Linked DNA regions of Pan troglodytes: all the other regions are linked to region 3. Evidence: chromatin contacts called from public Hi-C and HiChIP or PLAC-seq data. All regions are on one chromosome and are shown on one strand. Each heading gives the region's core, a stretch centred on a gene start, on an enhancer-like site or on the middle of the called end of the contact. The rest is flanking DNA. Distances are from core to core; before and after follow the strand shown.

Evidence for each region. A called contact is a pair of places that touch in the nucleus more often than the background predicts. HiChIP or PLAC-seq counts read pairs in DNA pulled down with a chosen protein or histone mark.
Region 1: a contact with region 3 is called in a Hi-C map of stem cell-derived neural progenitor cells, with 3 times the contacts expected there. The contact joins the enhancer-like site here to the promoter of SNX18 in region 3. A contact is called at or near these places in 1 of 7 Hi-C or Micro-C datasets (stem cell-derived neural progenitor cells) and 1 of 1 datasets of contacts at active chromatin or transcription factors (stem cell-derived excitatory neurons).
Region 2: an H3K4me3 HiChIP or PLAC-seq map of stem cell-derived excitatory neurons shows a contact between it and region 3, with 3 times the contacts expected there. The contact joins the promoter of ARL15 here to the promoter of SNX18 in region 3. A contact is called at or near these places in 1 of 7 Hi-C or Micro-C datasets (stem cell-derived neural progenitor cells) and 1 of 1 datasets of contacts at active chromatin or transcription factors (stem cell-derived excitatory neurons).
Region 4: a contact with region 3 is called in a Hi-C map of induced pluripotent stem cells, with 3 times the contacts expected there. The contact joins the enhancer-like site here to the promoter of SNX18 in region 3. A contact is called at or near these places in 2 of 7 Hi-C or Micro-C datasets (blood and induced pluripotent stem cells) and 1 of 1 datasets of contacts at active chromatin or transcription factors (stem cell-derived excitatory neurons).

Annotation. Positions count from the first base shown.
Region 1 is chr4:59,953,306-59,956,324 of NHGRI_mPanTro3-v2.0_pri, forward strand. The region is part of intron 2 of LOC104006450 (a long non-coding RNA gene); the gene reads left to right. It overlaps LOC104006451 (a long non-coding RNA gene), which reads right to left. Exons shown (of 3, transcript XR_001717715.4): 2 at 2,597-2,747. Among named protein-coding and RNA genes, the nearest start is that of SNX18, 190 kb to the right of the region's middle. Within about 2 kb of position 1,281, at least 4 of the 24 cell types and tissues checked have an H3K27ac peak or open chromatin away from gene starts, as enhancers often do. A contact at or near this core is called in stem cell-derived neural progenitor cells, where this site is marked.
Region 2 is chr4:60,346,036-60,349,461 of NHGRI_mPanTro3-v2.0_pri, forward strand. ARL15 (ADP ribosylation factor like GTPase 15) reads left to right here and starts at 2,085. Exons shown (of 5, transcript XM_054684369.2): 1 at 2,085-2,274. The coding sequence starts at 2,227. It overlaps LOC129143971 (a long non-coding RNA gene), which reads right to left and starts at 1,970. Exons shown (of 4, transcript XR_008547995.2): 1 at 1,247-1,970; 2 at 417-513.
Region 3 is chr4:60,138,429-60,141,640 of NHGRI_mPanTro3-v2.0_pri, forward strand. SNX18 (sorting nexin 18) reads right to left here and starts at 1,815. Exons shown (of 4, transcript XR_008547992.2): 1 at 1-1,815.
Region 4 is chr4:59,913,126-59,916,497 of NHGRI_mPanTro3-v2.0_pri, forward strand. No RefSeq gene overlaps it. Among named protein-coding and RNA genes, the nearest start is that of SNX18, 230 kb to the right of the region's middle. Within about 2 kb of position 2,031, at least 11 of the 24 cell types and tissues checked have an H3K27ac peak or open chromatin away from gene starts, as enhancers often do. A contact at or near this core is called in induced pluripotent stem cells, where this site is marked.

The DNA.
Region 1 (3,019 bases), core at 31-2,530, 190 kb before region 3:
GCATTATGCCCACTCTAAGTGCTGTAATGGGTATGCACAAAGTGCAATTACTTAGCCATTTCCTCCACTCACATCCAGGCATTTCAGAGCTTGCACAGCCTGAATCCACAGCCTCACTCCTACAGACAGATGCTTAATGTAAACACTTAATATCCATGTGTCTGTAACAGTAATAACGTCATGAGAACCCTAAAGGCAAAAAGCCTTTAAGAAGTAGCTAGGTAGAGAGTAATAGATTTATACCATGAAAATGTGTTTAATCAGGAGTCTGAGTACATGAAAATAACATCAAATCAACCCTATCTCTAAAAATGAGAGAAAAATTAAATAAGTAAGACTGATACTTGAAATATTAGTGTTTATTAGCAGAGTTTTTAGTGTGTAAACATACCCACTCTAATTTTGTCTTGAGAATTGGATTCTGAAAAAACTGTGATCAGCACAAAGGCATGTTGATACCCTGGCACCATGAAAGCATTGAAAGGGAGAAAAATGACTGGATTGGCAAAAGTCTTGACAAGAGAGGCCAACAGAAACCAAAAGCCTTCACGATTGTAACTCAATTTGTTTTCTGAGCTCAGAAGAGAATGACACTGTGCTAGATGGATTTCAGTTGTCCTTCCAGATCTGCTCTCCACTTCTCCACACTGGCCAGCACCCTTCATGTGCTGCTCATAAAGCTGAGAGCCACAGAGGAGCACACGGGGTGAGCTGTGATGAATGATTTTCATTTACCTTTCCAGATCCTCTGTCCACCCTGCTGTGCCGATGGGCATTTATGGACCATAGCGACAAGCTCCTTTGTCCCCTGGCTTCTGGTTAGAGAGCCAATGAGATGCACGGGCAAAGACTGCATGGAGAGGGAAAAGTGAGGTTGGGGCATTGCCTGCCCTCCCTGCAGGGCTATGAGTCTCAGAGTCCATGTTCCACGATCTAAGGCCAAGCGCCCGTCAAGCAGGCAGCTCTCTTTCATAGCTTCCAGGTCCAATGACCTTCCCTCTAAGGGTGGTAATAGCACTCCATGCTTAGCAATCACTATTCCTTTTAACCCAGTACATCTTTGCAAATTAGCCCTTTTTGAAACTCTTCAGTTTCCCTCATTTGACTGCATCACTTTTTTCTCGTGGAAACCCTCACTTGGGGATTATTGTTTAGGGAGAGTTTCCCCAGTATTTTTACAGAGCTAACAGGAAGTTAATTTGCCTGCCCTTTATACAGCTCAGTTAGATCAGCTTTTGTCTGGAAAGGAGCCTTGCAGGGCTTGGCTTTGTATCCTGTTGGGATGATCATCTCTCCAGTGTGATGACTAAGGGTTGTGTCCAGTTAGTGCACTAGCAACTGAAGTTAGGAAGGCTCGGGTGGACGCTGCCAACCAGCAATCCAATCTGCCTGATGGCCAATGCTTTGACTGCTGGGAGCCTGGAGCTTTCTGAATCAGACAACTTCCAGACTTCACATGTGCTGCCAAGCACAAGGTATGAAAAAGGTTTCTTTTCTTTAGATTCTGCTTTTTCACTAAAGCTGCATCTTTATCCAATTAATTAGAGAAATGTTACTCAAAGCATAGTCTGGGGACCACTGCTGGTATGCACACTGGTGGAGCTTGCACCAGAATAAGTTCACTACGTTCCACTGACAGGCTTTTTTCTTTTTTTTTTTCTCGGTAGCAAGACTTTTTGATGACTTGTTGATTTACAATTTCATAAGCTTTTTTTCTCATCACAGATGAGGAACAGATATTTACCAACCTGGTATTTGGGTACTTGCAGTAGCACTGAATTAGAGGACTGTGACATCGGACCTAGGCAATAAACTAGGTCAGCATTTCCCATGTTGTGCTCCATGGAATCCTAATCTTGTGACAGCCTGTCTATTAAGAGGAGGAAATGCTTAGAGAGTCACAAAGGACATGACCATGTTAATGGCTCTGATAAGTCCTGCAGTTAAAGAGTGTGCTTATTTTTGTTCAGCACAGAATTTCCCATACTTGTTTAAAATGATTATGTTATGTCATGGCTATTGCCACTTGTGAAATGAGTGTTCTGTGGAACTAACACTGTTGGCAAGGAAATGCTTCAGGAAGTGCTCAGCCAGAGGATCTCTAGAGTCTCTTGGGAAGATACTTATCTTCTCAGGGCCCCTGTTTCCTTAACTATCAATTAATGTCTAACATCTGACTAGTGGTAAGCATTTTCATATGCATGTCCTCAATGAGACTCGGGTTATCCTGTGAGAAATCGTGCAGGAATGGTACATCCCAGTCCACACAGGAGTAATTGAAGGGTCAGACAGATTATGTGACTTACTCAAAGTCACACAACTTGTAAAAGGTGAAACTAGAATTTGACACTCAGGTCTTCAAATTTTAAAATCTATGATTTCCTACTATACTGCATTGAATCTTTGAGCTGGAAGGACTCTTAGTGGATAATATGTCTAATCAGGAAAGTAATACTCTAGCAAAGGAGGGATTCAATGTGAATTCAGTGCTGGTCATTTAACTTTTAGCTGAAGTTCAAACCTGTTTCTTTACATCATTTTGACATCTTCCTCTTGTTATGGTCAAAGACAGCTTTCCAATGTCCTATGCACTCACCATCTCAGGGAATGGGTCGCATTGTCATATTCGTCTTCTGAAGTGAGTAGAAGATGGCCTGCCACAAACGTTGGACCTCTGGGTTTGTTCACAGAGCAAGGCAATGACATTGGGGAGACAGGAGGGCACTCTATATTTATATTCTGTACTCCTGAGTCAAGAAAAAGGAGCGTGAGATTTAACAGCACTTGGCTAAAACAATTAAGTCACAGCCTATCTTCTTGTGGTCAACTAAAAGAAAAGAAAAGAAAGTGAGATTATTTGTGTATTTTTAAAAACAAAGGCTAAGAAATAATCTGCTCACAATGTTCTCCATTCTGTATGTATGTGTTTCTAACTAGTTTTTAAAATTCTAATGATTCATTAATTCATTTGTTCATTCATTCAGTATGCTTTTCTTGAGTACTTACTCTGGGCCAGGCA
Region 2 (3,426 bases), core at 835-3,334, 210 kb after region 3:
ATCACTAAGACAATGGTCCATAAGGTGTCTCTTTGCTAACTCAAGCCCTTTATCTTATTTTAAATATGCTTATTCACGAAGAAAAGCAAAACAAACAAAAAATGTTCCATGACTATTTCTGCTCATTGAGAGGTTTTGTTTTCCAAATTAGTTTCAAACAAATTGTGCTAAAGAGTGTATGTTTATGGACGTCCATCTCCTCCAAAATCAAGGTGAAAATCTCTTCTAAACCTACATGTGTTTGAATTAACAGAATGCCAAGGAAAATCAAAATTGGATCTAATAGCCCTTTGGGAGGCCGAGGTGGGCGGATTGCTTGAGTCCAGGAGTTAGAAACAGGCCTGGGCAACATAGTGAGACCTTGTCTTTACCCCCAAAATACAAAAAATTAGACGAGCGTAGTCATGCGTGCACACCTGTGGTCCCAGCGATTCTGCAGGCTGAGGTGGGAGGTTGCTTGAGCCGGGGAGGCGGAGGTTGCAGTGAGCCGAGATCGCGCCACTGCACTCCAGCCTGGGCGACAGAGAGAATACCTGTCTCAAAAAAACAAAAACAACTTCCCCAACCCCCCCCACCCCCGCCCCCCGCCCCCCGCCCAAACCCTCACAACTTTCTGGCTGTAGGAATTCTCGTTTTGCAGCTGAGGAAACAGGTTTGGAAATTAGACTGCATACCTAAAATCACTTGGCTCATCAACCTACAGCTCCCTCTAGGGGGCTGCCTCGCCCTTATTGGTTATGTGCACATTTGGGGTGAATTCCACGGTTATCTAACAGAACTGTTTTGATAGTCCCAGGTAAACTTACGGTACGGAAATTTGTTTCTTGAGGATACAGAAAAGTGTCAAGTTAGGGGGAAAGTAAAAATTCAACTCCTAAAACATCACGTGTAGAGTCAGGCAGTCACTTCATAAAGAGTTCAGTTGATGAAGTTTCACTCTTGAAACTTTATGTATGCAAGCCCTAACTATTCATACAGGTGAGAGCATCCACCTTATCTTCCATTCTCCCTAAGCCCTGAGGGTGGGGATGGGGGGGCACTCCAATCACCTGAGCCTAAGAACATAGCCTAAGAACATGTGTCTGGCATGGTCTGGTTATTTATAGCCTAAAAAAAAAAAAAAAAAAAAAAGCCAGCTTCTTGTCCGATTCAGGCTTTCCCTCCCCAACCCCACTAGCTTAATGCGATATTGACATTACCAGGAAATGCATAAGTCCCAAATGCATCTGCTTATAGATGTTTTTACCTCTTGAAATAATACCGGGTCACAAATACTGTTGTGCTTTTTGCAGAGAGCTTCTACTGCTCATTTAATTCAGGGGCGCTGGATTTGTGCTGAGCGTAATTTGACTCCAAGCATGCAAACTGATCAACTTCTTCCCATGTGTTTGGGGAGTACAAGTGACTACTGCGACCCCTCAAATGTTTTTCTTTTCCTTTTCACGTGGAGGAAAGCGAATTCTCCGAAGACTGTTCGGCGTTCTACGCAGGGGTTGGAAGGGGGGTTCCTGAGTCACCTCTGGCTGCGCGGGGGGCCTGTGTGTACCCTCAGGGACACCAGGCTGGAATCGTCCACCTTACTTTCAAATGATAAAAGTGCGGAGGGTCTTTCTGCCCCTAAGTCGCGTACAGGATTGCCTGTTTACGGAGTACACTTTCACACACTTCTTTCCCGGTGGTGCAGTCTCGTGGCGGCAGAGCCTTTAGGAAGGCTCTGGGGGTAGACAAGATCAGTGGCGACCACGCCTCCCACGTTACAGCGCTCGCTTCCTACTGGGGGTTGGCGGGGACTCCAAGGCTCTCCAGCCCGGGAACACGGAGTTCGGCTCCGTTGTACCCAGCTGGAAAGCTGTGTAAACACAAAACTCGGGCGGCGACAGCACCAGCCGATTTTCCGCTCTCTTGGCTCTTTCTTCCGCTTGCACCGCCCCCACCCCGGCTCCTCCGCTCAGCACACAGGAACCCGCACCCCCCACCACTCCCGCGTTTCTCTCCTGCTACCGGCTGGGGCCTGCCTTTTATAGGCGCCGCAGCCAATGAGCGCGCTTCTTTCCTTCTGCCCGCCCGCCTGGCCAATCGCCGCGCCCCTTGTGTAATCTCCGGCTAGTCGGCTGCTTTCGGCTATTTTCGCTGTTGCTGGCTTTTTCAGGAGCTGCTCGCTCGCAGCCAGAGACGCTGCTTTTTTTTTCCGGGTTCGGAGCCGTTCCGGATGCTTTAGGCTGCCGGATGTCTGATCTCCGGATAACTGAGGCGTTTCTGTACATGGATTATCTGGTAGGTGCAGGGCTGGGGTGGCATGTCGCCTCTCGGATCTCGGCGTGCCCGATGGCCCCCTGCCTTGAGGAGCAGCCTTTTTGCTTTCTTTCTTTGGGATAGGATGCCTCTGGGGTTCTTTCTCCCGCAGTCGGCTCGTAAGCCTTTCCCTGGACTCGGAGGGGCAGCCTCCAGGGCGGTGGGTGGTGGAGCTGACAGGTAAAGGTGCGGCCTGGGCCAGCACGGCTGCAGGGCGAGGGTCGCGCTGGGGCTGCTTGAGAGATGGGGCGGCCGCGGCGGCGCGTCCCCTGCCCGCGATCGGCTTCCTGGCTTCCCTCTGCGCTCTCCGCAGAGGACTTTCTTTCCGGGGGAGCAGGAGTTTTCCGCTCTCCCTGGAGCAGAACTCCAGGTGCTATTAAAGAGCCATAACCAGAATGGCTCACTAAGTGCCCAGCAGCCCTGGTCATTTGATTGTTATTAAATCTCTAAAGCTATGACCTCGGTCGTGGCGGGGTTTTAAAAGCACATTACCATAAAGCAGACGGGTCTAAACTACCTCGCAGGCTGGCACGAACAGGACTGAGTAGGGACAGGTATAGCCCCACCATTCCGGTCTTGGGTGCGTGCCGCGGTTCCACTGTGCACGGATTGGAACCCGGCTGTTTAGGCCAGGCTTGTGCTGAGAAGTTTAGGTGGGAAAAGTGTCAGCACAGTGCTGGGACCGAACATCATTTTAAAAATGGACTTCTATGTGTGTCTTTGTGGAATTATGCGAGCACCATGTTTTGTTCCAGAAATTATATTTCCCCAGAGTTGCTTGTTTGCGTTTAAGGGGATCCTCATTTACAGAGACTTGTGTTCGATCCTATACGATTATTGTGTTTACCATGTTGGGCAGAACCGCTATTGCCATCCAGAGTTGAAGTAGACGGTTAGAAACATTGACCCTCCTGTCATCTTGTTGGACACATGCACTCGGTTTTCGACTGCAGATTGGCCTGGCAGAGATTTGCCAGTGCCTTCTAGGAATTACACTTAAGGCTGTACTGAGAAAATCTGTGCGTGCTTTGATGGCCAAGAAACGCCGGACCGGCTTTGTGCTGTCATCTGTGTATTTGGGCTTATTTTAGTGTACATAAAGAAAATGTTTCTCCTAATGCTTCAGAGCTTGAT
Region 3 (3,212 bases), core at 565-3,064:
CAGATGCCCCTGATACAGCGCTAATAGGTCCATGACGGGATCCAGGTCCTGCCTGGGCTGCTCCGCGAAGAGCTCGCCAATGGCGTCATAGGCATCTCCGGTGAAGGCGATAGCCTGGTTCAGGCCCACCGAGAAGGCCTGCTGGTCCAGCTCAAAGGCCTGGCTGAGGCCGCGGAAGGACTGGCCCACCTTCTGATACTCCTTTTTGAAGCCGGTCACCTGCTTGCGCGCGAACTCGTTGGCAGTGTGGTTGAGCTGCAGCGCGCTGTCGTCCATCTTCTTGGTGAAGCACTTGAAGCCGTCGATCTTGCTCTCCACCTCCTGCAGGTCAAGGGCAGCGGCGGGGGGCGTGCTAAGGGTCAGGAAGAAGTTGGCACCCACCATCTCGTCTTTCTCGGCCTTCCTCTTGCCCTGCTTCCAGGCTTTCTCGTCGGTGCTGCTGGGGCACGTCAGGAAGTGCTGGAAGACGTCGCACTGCGCCAGCACTGGGTGGCTGGCCATGTGGTTCATCCACCAGATCAGGCCCTTCCTGCGCTTAGAGATGAAGTCCTCCTCGAAGCGGCCGGTGGCCTGCTTCTCCGGCAGGTGGGGCACGGAGATGACCGGGAACTTCTCGGCCAGGCGCGCGTACAGCCAGTCGAAGTGCTTGTAGCGCCGATGCACCGGCACCTGCGTGTGCGTGGGCACCAGCTTGTAGGAGATGTAGCTCTTCATGCCCTTGAACTTGGTCTGCTTGGTGGGGTCGTCGATGGTGCACTGGAACGGGTAGGGGTTCTCCTGCCACTCGGGGCCGTAGGGCCCCAGCACCACGCACAGCTTGTCCCCGTCCTTCACGAAGCCTGACGCTTCCCCCAGCACGAAGGCCTCCCCGCCGGACTTGACGAAGGTGGAGAAGCGATTGAGGTTGCGGCTCACGGTGGCCGAGCTCTTGGCCCCGGACGGGTGGTGCTGCGGGGGGACCGAGCCGCCGCGGGAGCCCAGGGACAGGTCGGAGCGCGTGGACAGGCGGTAGCGGCCGGCTGCGCCCACACCCGCCGAAGACGAGCCGTCGAGGTCTGGGTATGCTCCGCTGCCCAGAGCGCCCGGCTCGTCCGCCACCGTGGAGCTGTCGTCCCACTCGTCGTCCCAGTCATCATCGCTGCCTTGGCTGGCCTGGTAGCCGCCGTAGAGCTGCTGAGGCGACGGCTGCAGGGCGCCCCCGCCGTACGGGAAGCCCGCGCCGGGCGGCTGGAAGGTGCTCGGAGGCGGCGCCTGCTGTGGCTGCAGCAGCGGCTGGAAGGCGTCAGGCGGCGGCTTGAAGGAGGCGGGGGGCGCGACGGGCAGGGGCTCGAAGCCCCCGGGGGGCACATTGGCGTAGCGGGCCGGGGCGCCCGGGCCGCCGTCTCCCGCCGGGCCAGGCTCGGGGGCGCGGATCACCTGCACATAGGAGGCCGGGAAGAGGCCGCGGTCGCCGCGGCTGTTGACCCCCTCGAGCCAGCCCTCGATGTCCTGCTCGCTGCACAGGCTCAGCACCTCGTGCTCTCGCAGCGAGATCTCGCCTGGGTTCTCCGACCTGAAGTCGTACAGCGCCCGGGCGCGCAGCGCCATGGTCCCGGCGCCCCGACTCCCGGCGTCCCGAGCCGAGGCCCACCTGAGGGGCCCGCGGTGCTGCTCGAGCCCTGGCGCGCGGACTGGAGCCCCGAAGGCGGCAAACCCACGCTGCCCGGACCCGCCGGTCCCGCCCTCCGCGCGGCTCCGCTCGCAGCGCCTCCACTTCCCAGCGCCGACTGCCGCGCTGGGCCGCCGCAGCCGCCGCCGGTCGGGGGCGGGGCCCGCGGCCTCCCACGTCTCCAGCTGCGCTAATCCACGGCCGAGAGCCCCTTGCCAGGCGAGAGCAAGCGATGGCCGAGCCGCCGAGCCCACCGCCCGCCTCGGCTTTGCGGCGGCCACTGCCCTCTAGTGGCCGGTGCCGCGAAGCCGGGCGCCGTAGTGAGCGCGGCTGAAGGAGGTTTCTACTCCGAAGTGAATTATCTGAGATTTCTTTAGGCTTTTAAGTTAAACATTCTCTAGAAAGTAAGTTAGCATTTGCATGCCTGATAAACGTTCCCACTCTGAGCGCTCAGTGAATGCTCCTAGAATGGCTTAACCCACTCATGTGATAAAGCATTTTGCAATGCGAATTAGTGATTGCACTAAGAAAACAGGATGCCTCCGCGGAGGAGCTGTTCACCTACGGAGCAGGCTCCCTTCCCTCTTCTGCTCAAGGAGAGGAGATTGGCAAGAACAAAGTAAGGGCCAGGGAAGGTGCTGTGATTGACAAAATTAGAAGCAAAGGATCGTGTAGAGAGGGAGGAGCTGGAGAGTTTCCAGTACAATAAATGCTCACACATTTATTACATACATGTGTCGCCTATCCTCCCATAGATATATGTAGTGCGGTGAATGAGAGCTCAAACTTCGGAGCCAGGCTTCTGAATTTCAATCTGTGTTCTGACACTACCTAGCTGTATGACCTGGAACAAGGCACTTATATCGTACCTACCTCCGGGGGTTGTTGTGGGGATTCCATCATAAAGTAATCCCTATTTTACAGATGAGGAAAGTGAAACAATATCTGGCAGGGTAAGCAGATTTGAAGGGTTTGTTGCTGCTTTTGCTGCTGTTACTGTTATTTGGGGGAAGCAAAATCCCTGGCCTCTTTCACAAAGGGAATAGGGTTACTAAATTCACAATTGCAGGGTACATGCACCAGGAAGCGTCCCAATGTTCACATTGCCACTCCTAGTAAGAGGTCAGTGACCATCCATCCATCTGTTGTCTCTATGTCTCACTATATTTATATTATTTTTAAGATAAATAGAACAAAAATCACTTCCTGAAATAATCAGCTCCAATCTATCGTTGCCTTGTTTCCTATCTTCCTTTCCTTCAGTGTATAATTTGCCCAAAGCTTTTTCTTCTCTTAATCCCCTCTTATTAAGTCTAGCCTAATTATTCCTTTGAAGACACTTCTAATTGAGGTTCTGCATTCATGTGTCATTAATTTCAGCCTGTCCTCTGACCCTTTTCAAGGAAATCTGGGAAACGGGCCAGAAGAGTGTACAATTATTCTAAGGGCTGTGGTATTGTAAGCATCTTGCACAAAAACACAAACCCACTATACCAGAATCACTCCCACAGTGTTTATCCTAATGCAAAACCTTAATTCAATTCAGTAAGCATATTCTAAATTA
Region 4 (3,372 bases), core at 781-3,280, 230 kb before region 3:
TAAGGTATTGAGTTTCTCAAAGTCATTCTTCTCGGTTAGAAAACAGAAGCAGTAAAGGCCAGTGCCCTGTTGGGCGTTTATTCACTCAATGAATCATTGGCAGAGTAGCCGATGGCCTCCTTGGGACACACAATGGTAATAATACTGAAGATTCCTTGTGCCTGGCTCTCTTCCAAGCAGGTACACATACAACACTTTTAACCCTCACAGCTGCCGGTGAGATGGAGATCATCATCTACCCTCCTGACAGTCGAGATGACTTAGGCAAAGAGGGGTGGAGCACCTTGCTCAAGGTCACACAGCGAGTAATTGGAAAAGCTGGGATTCAAACCCAGAGCCTGTGTTCCCAATCATTAAGAACAGGGTCCTGAGAGGAGGCATCAAAGGACAGGTACCACCCATCCACTCCTCAGCAAGCACTTAGTAAGCACCTGCTGATTGAATTGCACCTAGTCCCTGCTCTTCTATGGCTTACAGTTTAGTGGGGGAAACCAGTGCTTAACTATTCTCTGAAATACAGTGCAATAAATGCTCCAGGAGAGAAGAGCTTGGTGTTGTGGGAATGCCAAACCCAGGTACTGGAGCTCAGGGGAGGCTTTCACACTAAGAGATGAAGGAAAAACCGAATTCCAAAGGCGATGTGGAGCTGGCTTACAAGAGGGTGTGGAAGGAGGGGCAGATGGAGCAGTGTGTGCTGGGGCCAAGGGAGGGGAGGCAGGAAAGTCCAGAACTCCCAGGCTCTTCAAGGACATCAGTCGTTTGAAGTTCCAGCCCACCTGGCAGCTGGAGGCCACTGCAGCTGGCAATGGGACTGGTAGGCGAGGTCAGGAAGCAGTAGCACCAAAGCAAGTGAGTGAAGTGCCAAAGACAGACCCTGGGCTGCCTCGCAGTGACAAAGACTCTGACCTTGAGCAAACTCTAGCCAGGCTCTTCTGAGCCCTCTTCTCAGCCAGGCCTCAGCCTTGCTCTAAAACACTTGCACAATCGCTAATACGGTTTCCAATACCTCAAGGCCACATCCCCAGGATGCCCCTACCCCCTTAAGGATGCCTGCCTGAGAAAACTCAAGGCTGCCCAGGGGGATTTACTGCTTGCTCCAGCCCACACCTGGAGCTAGCCTGACCACTCTTTCATAGAGCACTTACTAAGAAGTGCAATTTTGAGTTCCTTCTCTGTAACCTTTGAGATGTATATGTATCTCCTACAACCCAGGAGTGTGTTTCTCAAGGCCCTGAAAGCTATTCCTTTGAAAGTAATCATCAGGAAAGGTAAGGACCTCTGTCTCCCAGTCTCAGAGAGGATAGAATCCTAACTTTCCTAACTGCCAGCTAGCAGGCACAGCTGGTCTGATTGCATTTATACTGAACAGCCCTTTGTAATTTTTCACTTCCCTGACCCTACTGGTTCTGTTTGCCCTCCTTCCTATTCCCTCATTCTTCCCTAAAAATGCCTAGTCCGGCCAGGCATGGTGGCTCACACCTGTAATCTCAGCATTTTGGGAGGCCCAGGTGGATGGATCACCTGAAGTCAGGAGTTCGAGACCAGCCTGGCCAACATGGCAAAACCCATCTCTACTAAAAATACAAAAAATTAGCCGAGTGCGATGGCAGGTACCTGTACTCCCAGCTACTCAGGAGGCTGAGGCAGGAGAATCACTTGAGCCTGGGAGGCGGAGGTTGCAGTTAGCCGAGATCGTGCCATTGCACTCCAGCCTGGGTGACAAGAGCAAAACTCTGTCTCCAAAAAAAGAAAAAAAAAAAAAAAAAAAAAGTCCAGTCACCTCTGCACAAATTGAAGCTGAGTTCAGTTTACATTGGACTCTTCCCTATTGCAATAGTTATTACTGGTTAATGTCTGTCCTTACCACTTTAGTGTCTGGCTTTGTTTCGCTTGGACAGAATCAGATGAGAAACCAACAAACTCACTGGGCTGAATTATTTTAGCTTATGGACAGCCACAGACAGTGTGAGTACCTGTTCACACAAATCCTGAGGCCCAGCACACACTGGGCCATTCACAAAGCTCATTCAACCCCCCACGGCCCTGACACCACCAGTTTTACCTCTCTGTAGAACAAGAAACTGCTGACTCACTGAAAACAGAGCGCATTTATAAACAGGAAGCCGAGTATGTGACCACAGACATTCAGCATCTGACAGCAATTGCTGAATGTGGCAAAAAAAGAAAAAAGTTTGAACAAAAAAAAATCTGTGTCACTAAATAAGAACTCTCTAGCTCATGGAAATACAATCCTGCTATTTGATCATTTCATAAATACTTAAATAAGGGGAGTTCTCATGTGGCCAAATCTAGGCACGCTTCAAATATTTACTGAGGCCTTCGAAGGGTGTGGTTTTCCCTTTTTTTCTTACCATTCCCTCCCAAGCAGAGCAAAAAGGGTCCTTGGTGAGGCCTTCCTGGCCTATATAGAAGAGATTTGTTTTCTCTTTGAGCTCTGATAGCCTGACCGTCCCACATCAGACCTCTGTGCTGGTGCAGAGGAGGGCTCTGCCAGCAGGGCTCCCAGAGAGATGCACAAACACTGGCGTGTCAACACTCCGACATGCAGCTCTTCCTACAAAGCATTGACTGGATGGTACTGAAGCTAAAAAATGGAGACTCACTTGTATCAACCATAGTAAAGAGCCTGTAAGAGGACGCGGTTCCCCCTGCTTTCAGCAGCAATGAAGAGGCTCATTTTCCTTGGAGTTTCTTTGTTGTTGGGGGGTTGGTTGCTAGCAAACTGACCCAAGAAGGCTAATGGCCGAGGAAAAAACCAGGTGATTATTTTCTAAAAGATTATCTTCTGGGAGTCGGTGCCATTGCTGCCTTTGTCGTCAGGGTAAAGGTATCCCAGTGTTGTATGGAATCTTTCCGCTTCTCTTCTGGGGAATTGGGCATGGATAACAATAGCACAGTGCTGGGGACATAGTAAGTTCCTAATAAAGAGTAGCTAAGTGCTTTTTATGCAGAGTTTTGTCTAATCTTCACAATAACCTTAGGAGGTAAGTATTGGCAATCTGATTGGGTAAATCAATACTAAAGTCTCTACAGAAGCAGCATATTTGGGAGTATGGTCCAGGTATGCCTGGTTTCAGAATGCAGCCATTTGCCTAACTTATTGCTGACATTTTCAAGCAGGATGTGTCCTTTATATTTATACTGAATTAATTGGACATACTGATATTCAAATATACCTACAAAGTAGAAAATCTTATTTGGTAATTCATCATCAGCTTCTCACAGAGCAGCAGATAGCACTTGTTTTTCTATTATGTACCAAGAAAATGCTGTGTTGGAATTTACAAGTAGCAGTGGTTGTGTCAAAATGCCTCAGACAACATATTAATGATGCTCATAGTAACTAACTTT